2 separate regions of the Zea mays genome follow, and region 2 is linked to region 1. A link is a contact called in public Hi-C data. All regions are on one chromosome and are shown on one strand. The core of a region is the stretch at or near the end of the contact, and the rest is flanking DNA. Distances in the headings are between cores, read along the strand shown.

Evidence for each region. Hi-C and Micro-C count contacts between places; a contact is called where the count stands out from the background.
Region 2: a contact with region 1 is called in a Hi-C map of leaf, with 2.7 times the contacts expected there. The contact joins the promoter of LOC100274387 here to the promoter of LOC103630705 in region 1. A contact is called at or near these places in 6 of 25 Hi-C or Micro-C datasets (bundle sheath, ear, leaf and 1 more).

The regions. Positions count from the first base shown.
Region 1 is chr6:174,755,700-174,760,989 of Zm-B73-REFERENCE-NAM-5.0, forward strand. It overlaps LOC103630705 (glutamate synthase 2 [NADH], chloroplastic), which reads left to right and starts at 3,040. Exons shown (of 22, transcript XM_023300388.1): 1 at 3,040-3,185; 2 at 3,337-3,456; 3 at 3,548-3,661; 4 at 3,762-3,914; 5 at 3,996-4,096; 6 at 4,289-4,385; 7 at 4,928-5,037; 8 at 5,161-5,264. The coding sequence starts at 3,075.
Region 2 is chr6:175,023,911-175,029,380 of Zm-B73-REFERENCE-NAM-5.0, forward strand. It overlaps LOC100274387 (S-adenosyl-L-methionine-dependent methyltransferase superfamily protein), which reads right to left and starts at 1,257. Exons shown (of 3, transcript NM_001148747.1): 1 at 662-1,257; 2 at 420-533; 3 at 1-338. The coding sequence starts at 1,190. The coding sequence ends at 190. LOC100278444 reads left to right here and starts at 1,431. Exons shown (of 18, transcript NM_001352621.1): 1 at 1,431-1,790; 2 at 1,880-2,060; 3 at 2,162-2,365; 4 at 2,461-2,638; 5 at 2,722-2,921; 6 at 3,437-3,702; 7 at 3,787-3,885; 8 at 3,963-3,996; 9 at 4,120-4,149; 10 at 4,371-4,481; 11 at 4,580-4,655; 12 at 4,735-4,991; 13 at 5,080-5,126; 14 at 5,216-5,237; 2 more. The coding sequence starts at 1,582.

The sequences.
Region 1 (5,290 bases), core at 1,790-4,289:
TACATTTAACTTACATTTCATGGTAAATAAACATGCATGCCAACGCGTCAGATCCCTTTCACTTTTGTCAACTCTCCGTCTTTCTTGTTAAGTCTTCTAGAAGTTTTTTTTATATATAATCATTTCTAATAAATTCTACTACATCTGTCGTAAAAATAGTTCGTTTAAGAATAAATACACATTCGTTAAGTAACCTATAAACATAGTTTGTATATATGTATATATTCATTATAATTTATTCGAACGTGAAAAAAGGATAAAAAAGAACTATATTTTGAGAGGGAGGGAATATTTATGTACTCATGAAACTCATTAGTTCTTTAATTATTTTTATCATTTAAGTATTGAACCATTAAAATCCACTAGAAGGCCTATATATGCCCCTTCATTAAACCGTAGCACCTTGTTACAACTACAATGCAACAATAACTTGTAAGTATATAGAGGATTCTAACCTTTTTTATAGATATTCCGTAACCTTGTATTAAATACTTCGACTACTAAATAAACTCGAAAAAATGTTTCAAATATAAAATATGAAACCTTGTCAAGCAGAAAAACACTATAACTTTAGCATATAACGTGTCTCCATCCAAGATTGTTTATTTTTCAAAAAGTAAAATAATCTCAGAATATGAAAATTGAAAATAATTATGTGAGACACTAAACAAATTTAAATAAAAACTTATCAAAGAAACATAGATCAGGATAGCCGCTATAACTCTGGTATATACCATGACAACATCAAGGTTGTTTAAAAATTTCAAATTTCAAAATATATGAACCTTAAATAATATTTTGGGACTCTAAACAATTTCAAAATAGAAAAAAAAACTCTCAACTACAAAGCTTCATTGTTTTGGTATAAAGTTTGTATCTACCCGATTTCATATTAAAAAGTTATCGATAACTTTTGGATGGAATTATTTTTAGAGGCATCTTAAGGTGTTTGCATCCATTAATCGATCTTTAGAGACAAACGATTCTAGTAAACGTCTCTAAGAGATTGACAGATCTATATCTCTGGAAATTGATGAACACATGATTAAAGAACATCATCGTAAGCATCATCGGTCGCATCGGTGGATCTGGTGACCGTACAACACGTCCGGGTTGCAGATATTAATCGACAAGCTAGATTATCTCCAGTCTAGATCTTGCCGAAACATGTTAGTAGTTCGTGGATCGCGACGCCGCCCAGGATGGGCGCCGACGGGAGCCCCAAACCGAGTGGGTCGACAAGAAACGGCCGGGGAGAAGAAGATTACAAGCGGGCGGACGCGGTTGTGGCTCCCCGCATTGTCACGGCCGCCGGATGCGACGGCGGTGGTAGCCGATCCCTATACGCTGGTTACCAAATACCAATTGGCGGTGTACCTGGCCCTTTTTTATTTTTGTTTTTTTGGCCTTTTTAGAAAGTTTTTTTTTATAAGTATGTTCTTTTAGTTTAAATTCATTGTCGTCGAGGTTACACGCCTCGACGCCAAAGCCAAAAAATACATGCGAATAAAAATGGAAGGAGTAAGGATGTGTTTTTTGGGGAGTGTAGGGGAATGAAACGACACCATTCCTTTTTTAGATTTTTGTTTCCAAAAAAAGAGTGAGACGGTTTCTAAAGTCTTCGTATAAAAATTTACCATAAATAATTGGAATGCTCGCGCTACACAAAATGATCGGATGCGAGCGCTCCCATCTGTCTTCTCTCCTCTACACTCATATGGCTCTCCAACCAAACAAAGAACGGAAACAACTTCGCTCTATTTCACTTTACAACCAACAAAAAATGAAGCGACTCTGTTCTCGCCAAACACAGAATAAAATGACTCTATTTTCAAAACTTAAATGGAACTGCTCTATTTTAGTTGACTTTCCAACCAAACATACCCTAAGTAAAAGGAGCAACTCTAAAAGATTAGACATGATGTTTTGTAAATATAAATTTAGATATTATTAAAGGAGAGACATATCTATATTAACTCTTTAAATTTAGTAGCTATCTGTCTTTAATTTTCTCTCTCAATTTTTTGATAGCGTGCATCACGCGCGGTATAGAGTTTTGAATCTACAAAGTCTGTTGAAATAGTCTATTGTTTTTAAAATTTATTTTAAAGAGTAGGTAAATCAGTAAATTTAGCTAATCTTTTTGTTAATCTATTGGAGTTGCTCTTGTAATCATTTTTCACTTCTCTTAATAACCTATCTTAAACACGTCTATATTTGTAATCTTTGTCACCGTAGTGTATTGACAGCTTAATTAACGAATGATGCCAGCCAAATTGGCAGTTGCCTTTGCCAGCTAAGGAATCAACAAGAATCAGACGAGCGACGAGGTAGAGGGGGAGATAAACAAAAATAGTAAAAAAAATAAAAAGAAATGAGCAGTACTACTTTAAAACACGCAGGGGTTTAGCTCGCACGGCACGGGTATAAATTCTTGCGTGCGCCGCTGAGCAGTGAGCACAGAGCGGCGTACTGTGAAATCCTGCGAGGTGAAGAAGAGACAGGGAAGCGGCGCAGAGGCGGAGGGCCGCCGAGACGACAAGCACCGGCCTTCACCGTCACCCCCCGCTACGTTTCGCAGCGTACGTCTCCTGGCGAAGAGCGCGAGGAGCACGATCACAGCCAAAGGCCAAGCACAGCAGGGTATCATTGGTTTTGTCAGTGATTTTTTAAAGATTTGTTTCTGATACGTCCTTGGAATCTCATGCGTTGTCTGTTTGCGTTTGCGGTTGCACGTAGATAAGTACCATCGGCGAGGAGGCGGCATTCTCTCTACTTCCCTACGAAGCCGGGCAATGTCGGCGACGCAGAGCCTGGCTCTCAAGCTCCGGGCGGCTCCCGCGCCGGGCAGGCCCCGTGGCCGGACGACGGTGAGGGCAGCTGGAGCGGCGCATGCCGGGGCGCTGCTGCAGCACCGCCGCTGCGTGTCGCTGGCGCAGGGCGGGCGGTTCCTCCGCGGCGCGCCGCTCCCCGCCGCCCAGCGGCGCCCGCGGGCATTGCCGTGGGCCGAGCGCGCCGCGCGGCGCCACGGCGGCGGCTCGGTGGTGGCGGCGGCCGCGGCGGGGGTCAGGTCCATGTCGAAGCTACCGCAGGGCGACACTGGGCTCTACGACCCGTCCATGGACCGCGATTCCTGCGGCGTCGGCTTCATCGCCGAGCTCTCCGCCGAGCCCAGCCGCAAAACCGTGAGCGCTTCCGCGACTACGCGCGCGCCTGCTTGGAGTTCATACTTCCATTCCTTATTCTTCCTTGCTGAAGCTTTCAGTAACTCAGTGCTTTGTGCCAGCCCCTGTACATGTCAGAGTTCGCTTAACGTGGCCTGTGTCTGAACTGTAGATCGTCGACGCCGTCGAGATGCTTGAGAGAATGTCCCACCGTGGCGCCTGTGGCTGTGACAAGAACACCGGCGATGGTGCGGGCATCCTTGTTGCACTGCCGGATGCCTTTCTCAGAGAGGCAAGCTTATGTTTAGTTGAAGTTGTTAACGAGGGAGAAGGACTTTCTGTGGCCGAGGGGTCACTTTGTGCTTGGTTTTGTGTCGTGTCAGGTCACCAAGGACGCCGGCTTTGAGCTTCCACCGCAAGGTGAGTACGCCGTAGGGATGTTCTTCATGCCCCACGATGATGACCGACGTGAGAAGACCAAGCTTGTGTTCCATGAGGTTAGTCTAGTGAAAGAGTACAAAGAAGAAGAAGAAAAGGGCAAAATCTAGTCGAGACAAAAGCGTGTTCATTTTTGTCCGGCATGTATTTGGACTGCAGATTGCCGAGTCATTGGGACATGTAGTGCTTGGGTGGCGTCGGGTTCCAACAGACAACTCGGACTTGGGCAAAGCAGCGCTTGAAACTGAACCAACGATCGAACAAGTGTTTGTGTCTAAGAGCATGCACTCCAAGGCTGACTTTGAGCAACAGGTCATTTTGATGAGCTATAAAATTTGAAATCTGTGTGATAGACATTGTCTGTTGACTTCCTTCTGCAAATTGCATATGCAGTTGTACATCCTACGTGGGCTCTCAATCAAGTCCATCCGTGAAGCTTTATGTCTTGAGCACGGAGGACCAAATGATTTCTATACGTGCTCTCTATCTTCAAGGTTCCACTTTATCACCCTATTCATTTTTTTAAGAAAATATAACGTGTGAAATCTGAAACGATCAAGGAACAGAAGGGTATCATATAGATGCTGATTTTTTTTGTGATTTGAGCTCCTCTCAAGTTACTTTATTTCAAGTCTTCCACTTTTTCGAAGAAACTATTTGTGAAATCCGTTTTTATTATTCTTCAGGACTGTTGTTTACAAGGGTCAGCTGAAGCCAACTCAACTTAAAGGGTACTTCTTTGCAGACTTAGGTGACCAAAGGTTCAAAAGTTACATGGCTCTGGTAAATACATAGGCTCATTAACTTTATAGAATATAAGGAAATTCATAAACGCAGTCAGGAGACGGGGACTGCAAGTAGCAATGCGGGTTTTTTGTTTGCGCATGCTGTTTCAATACTGGTTCATCGTGCATTTCAGAATCAGAATTTGTGTATGTGTCCTTCAATTAGGTAGTCTAAGGAAATTCTGTTATGTCAGTATCTGTGGGGTAGTGTAGGGAAATTGTGTTATGTGTGAGGTAACTTATGGCTTCTGGAATTGTTTAGGAACTAACATCGCCTTCTATGGTGTTGATGATCCATTTGAGACCATACTTCATATTGCATATTATATAGATGAACAAAGATGAGGAAGGCAGGAGCGAAGCTAGGTTCATGAGAGAGGGTGCATATGCACCCACAAAAATTTGCAAAATCAGTGATTTAGACTGGATTTTCACCATATATATACACCACCTATAAATCATTACTATGCACCCTCCTCCAATTTACTCTAGCTTCGCCATTGGAGGAAGGTTTGATTAATTAGTCATGCATGCAAACAGGTTCACTCAAGATTCTCCACGAACACCTTCCCCAGCTGGGATCGGGCACAACCAATGCGTGTTTTGGGACATAATGGCGAGATCAATACCCTTAGAGGGAACAAGAACTGGTAACAGCCCCCCTCCTCCCACCCCGCTACACAATTTGCAAAGTTTTGTAAGCAATAATCTCCATATGACAGGCATTCATGGACGCATTTCACTGCGATGTGCTATATTTTTATGTTTAATAGGATGACAGCACGTGAAGGTCTTCTGGAGTGCAAGGGACTCGGTCTATCAAGGGATGAAATGTCAAAACTTCTGCCTATAGTGGATGTTACCTCTTCAGACTCAGGTTCCATTTTCTATCTACACATGCAA
Region 2 (5,470 bases), core at 7-2,506, 270 kb after region 1:
ATCCTTTCTTTCACTCTTGTACAAACTTTCAGAATAGGTTGCAAGCAAACCATACAATGAGCTATCAAACTTCCATGGCTTAAGCCGGCGCTAAAACCTTGGCTATCGCAACAACATAATTGGAATTGGAAAAAGGGAAAACCCAGATGCCTCCTATCCTTGTTCTACACCAAGGCGAGGAACAGACGACTACTCTGCGCTAGGTTTCTCTGGTTTCTTGACCAAGATAAACAAGGCTACACGGTTGCTGCGGAATTCAGGGTGCCATTGGTCCTGCTCGATGCACGCAATTAGGAAGTCCTCCATGGCTGCCTCCAAGAAGCACTCCAGCACAGCATCTATACAATCATATGCAAAACATTTATATGGCGTCTGGTCAGTCCAAAAGGAAACAGAGGACGCAAAAAGAGAAGCCTTACCGTTGCGAAGCTCCCCAGCTAGAAGTATAGTAGTGTGCTTCCCTGAGAGTTGGTTGAGAGTGATCAGAAGATCGTCCACAGCTTCCTCGTTGTATATGACGTCGGAGCCAAGCACTGAAAGAATTGAAGGATCATGACATCAATCGTATTCTATGAAGATGAATCAGAAGCAGACAGGAGTTGAATGTCCATGCAAGAAACACAGAAGGAGAAGAAGAAAAAAAAGACAAACGCGAGCAGACCGAAATCGGGCAGTGGCTCCTCGAGCAATTCATGGTGAGGATTGTCGCCCCACACAAGCTCCGTGACCCGAGCGGAGCCCGGGACGTGGGGGTCGTCGACATTGAGGGCGACGTTCTTCCTAAGCAGCTTGAGCCGGTCGGCGAGGTCGGTGAGGACCACATGGGCGCCCAGCAGGGCGGCGACGCACCCCACCAAGCCGCACCCGGACCCGAGGTCCACCGCGCGCGCGCCGCGGAGGAGCAGCCGCTGGGAGTCGACGGAGTGCTCGAGGAACTTGGCGAGCACGACGCCGCTGTCCCAGACGACCGCCCCCGTGACCCCCGGGGTGGCCATGGAGGAGGGGGACTGCAGCAGGGACAGGCGCCGCCCGCAGGCGTCGAGCTCGAAGGCGTGCGCCGCCTGGCGGACCAGCGCGTTGTTGCGGTGCGACTCGGGCTGCCCCAGGCCCCACAGCAGCATCGTCTCCCCGGCCGCGCTCTCCACCGGTCGCAGCGCGCCGCCGTACGCGCCCATCCCACTGCCCATCATCCTTGTTCCTTGACTCGGCGGCGGCGGCGGCGCTCTGCCCTCTGTGTCTGGAGAAACGTGAGTGTTGGGCCGATATGGGCCGGCCGTTAGTTTGTCCAAGGCCCAGCGGTAATGGCTCCTCCTCCGTCCTTGTCCTTGTGCGAACGCAATGCCATCCTGCTCCTCCGCGCCCCACTCGATTGGGAGTTTGGGACGCAATTCAAAAGGGGACGAGGGCAGGTCAGGCGCTCGGCGCTCCTCACGAGCAACGGCTACCACACGAAACAATTTCCTCTTCCTCCTCAGCGGCACCGTCTCGTCGTCACCTCCCTCCTCTTCCCTTCCCGCGGCCCCCGACGCCCTCCGTCCCTCGTCGTCATCCAGTCATCCCCTACACCCGATAAAAGGTACGATGGAAGAAGCAGCCTGCACCGCTGCTCCGAGCCTCCCTTATCACTCTCCGTGGATCAGGACCGCTCCCGTCAGAGTAGTGGCGAAGATTTGCCCGGGCGGAGACCCCACTGGATCCATGCAGGTCTCCGCCCGTGTTCCCGATCCGGCTAACTCCTCCTCCGCTTCCGTCTCATTCGTCCCCATAATCAAGGAGTCTGCTCTTTCTAAGTGAGTCTGGTTGCTTTTCCTCTAGCTTATTTAAGATCCGGCCGATCTCATCAACTAATCTGACTTATTTTGGCTTTGGGTTGCTGAAGTATGACCCACCGCAAACATCGCGAGCACAAACTCGATTGGTGCTATCTCAACGACGATTCGTACACAGACATTTTTCACAACGAGGTTAAACAGCTTGTGGATAAAATCTTCTCCTCTGATGGCCACAACCACGCATGTGTAGTCACTTGCGGTTCCACTAGCAAAACCCACCTTGTTATAGTATGTTTCTTTCATTTATTTATATTCATGCTAATTGTAAGAATTGCATATCTTAACTGCATGTCTTCAATCAAGCTCACTCAATTAAATTTCCAATTCAGGGGTCCGATCATCAACCGGGCTTGCTCACTATGGCCATGGAGCGAATATTTGACTATGCCAAACCTATTAGGGCAACTGTCAGTGTTTCCTCTTATCATGTGCTTCAAGACAGCCATGTCTTTGATCTTTTGGATCCTAAGAACAACGAGGTCCTTGTGCGAGAGGATGCTGATGGAAGGACTCATCTGAAGGGCCTCTCTATGGTATCCTATTTTCTTACACTTTTTTTTTTCTGAATTCATGTTCTTGTCTTTTCATTTTCTCAATCACACAAACTGAAATTAATCAATTAACGCAGGTTGAAATCAATTCAATTCAGGAGTTTCAGAATTTGTGTTATGATAGTGACAAACACCAAAATCGCACCAAAGTTTCCAAAGCTAAAGGACACAATGGTTTTATTATTTTTATTTCTAAATCTGATCAGAATGGCAAAGAATCCTCTGTATCAAAAATGCATTTTCTTGAGTTGGCAGGTATGTACTTTGCATACGTGAACTGCAATTTTATATTCTACATTATATGACTAAATAAAATTTTATTCTTTAATTTTTATTAGACCATATCAATGATAAGCAAAAGAGCCATGGTGAAAGATTTGTTCAACAAAATTCCAAGAAGTCCTTATATGCCGTGATGGATGTTGTGCAAGCTCTAAACAGCCACCAGAGCTTCATACCCTATAGAAAAAGCAAAATAACCCATATTTTGCAAGACTCTTTATCCAAGACAGGTGGTGCTTTATTAATAGCATGTTTGGTAAGGATAGTTGGTCTTAATATTTTGTATTATGTATTTCTTTTTGGTGATTTTTAAGATAAATATTAAGAAAAATAAATGACTTCACATATCATAGATTAAATGTTTACATTATTTTATGTTTATTGTTATTTTTTGTCGGTTTTGATAAAAGAATCTCTATAAAGTTGAAGGTGGTTTTAACAATGTTGCTCAACAACATATTTCTTAAAATAAAACATATAAGTATATTCTGTATTGCCTTTTGTTAAAACTCAAAAGATAGTATATCCATGTAGCTGCTAAAAAAGAATGTATACAGATACATTTTTTGTTGTCGCTATTCTATATCTTCTTTGTTGTTTTTGTTTGACAGAATACACATTTCTAAAGTTAGGTTGCATTATTTGTTATAACATTCTATATTTTACCTTACCATACTATTGGAATTGATGCATTGTTATTGCTACTATGCCAATCTAATGCTATGCATTCTTGTTACTATGCCGATCTAATGCTATGCATTCTTAGTGTAGGATGAAGTCTCATGCCAAGATGCAATCTCTACTCTAAGCTTGGCTTCACGCTCAAGCCAAGTGGTCAATGAACAACGGTACAACTTATCCTTAATCACAAAAGGTTGTTCAAAGTCAAATGTAAAGCTTTCAGTGAACAATAAGAATTTGTCAAGATCGTTATTGTCTTCTATCCAACAACAAAGTCCCGTGCTGGAGAAGCCATACAAAACCCAAGTTAATAACATTGCAGTAAAAGCAACAAGATCTCTCAATGCCAATAAGAGGTCGAATTCTGATTTTGGAATTACTACATTTGGTACTAGCATTCTATCAACATTTAAAATAATAATCATTTTGGTGTTATTCAGATCTGAAACAAGCACACATTCAGCAAAAAAGACTGTAAACTTAGTCTCTGCTTCGATTAATTTGAAACACTCTGGTGCTAAGTCTATTCTAAGGGAAAGGTAACACACTATTAATTAAGTAATGGTTATTTTAATGCTTTTCACAGTACCACTAAAATTGACATTTTATTGACCAGGAACTTCTTTATTCCAACTACTAATTCATCAAAGGTACATAATAGACTAGTTTTATCTAGTATTTTCACATAGTATATTACAATATGTGAAATTGACACTAAAGTTGTCATCCTTATATTACTAACTAATCTAAGTTGCAATTTATGAATTATGTAGGAAGATAAGAAAACTTTTGTGACAACTGCGGTAAGGAAACATGAGGTTTGTATACTTAGCATCTTATATCTACACTTGCCATTGACCATTAGTGAACATATTTATATTAGAGTTTTCTATATCATTTCATAGGCGGTAGATACATCAATTTGCATGGAAATTTGAGCCCTCCCACCAATTGAGACACTAACTTTTTTTATTGCCACTGCAAGCATATGCTAGTATTACAACTAACTATTGCAATATATTAGAGCGATATGCAGGAGAATCACAATGGCACAAAAAATATTGTAGTATCATCTGAAATGCAAGTAGTACCTTGCAGCATGAAAGAGATAGTATCAAGTGACATGAAAGAAGAGGTATGCAACCTTTGAAAACAGGCAAATAGATGTCATTTTGGTGTTTGCAATTCTAATCAGAATATCATAAATGTATATACTTTTGTTTCTATTTTCAGGATCATTCCTCTCCAGGTTTTCTTGCAGAGAACTTATTTGCTGACTTGGGCTTTACATGTTCATCTAATGCAGCTGGTAAAATATGTTTCAATTCACTTTATTTCTAAACGTTAGTAATGTATTTGGTAGTATTCTAAATTGCCTTCACTTTCAGATAAAACAACTGAGGAAAATCCAGCCACCGTTCTCCAATCTTCTCCGAAGATAAGCGACCAATTGAGAAAGATATCAAATTCACTGAAGCTTCTTAATTCTATGGCACCTAGTATAGTAAAACAGAAAACAGATATAGTTCGTCCACAATCCTTTGACTTAGTTGAAGCAGAACCAAAAACTCCTGAGGTCAACTTAAAACTTTGGCATGCTCAAGATGCACAAGAATCACTTAAGGCTCGTAGCACAGGGATTAAGGTAACTATTTTGAACTCATTACATACACTTTTTATTGTATCATTAGCTTTGGTAATAAATTGTTTACTCTTTTTCTCTACAAATGCAGAAATCTCTAGCTAAGGAGTGTTTGTTGTTTCTAAACAGCGCTAATAAGTAAGTATTACCAATAACATATTATATTATTTATTGTTGAATAGACTTCATTTATGTTTCTCTAATACATATTTCCGTATCAAATGCAGGGAGCAGTTAAAAAGTTTAAAGGTGCTCAAAAACCTTAAAATATTATTACTTAACCAAACATAAATGATTGCTTATGTCTTGCTAACATGTTGGTGATGTGTAGGGTATTGGAGAGAAAAGGGCAAACTATATACTTGAGCTTCGAGAGGAGTCACCATTGAAAGAGGTAAACCTTCTATATTGAATGTTTAAAAAGTTAAGTTTAAACAATATGAAGCGGAGAATATCAATTAAACTATTTTCTTCTTTTAGAT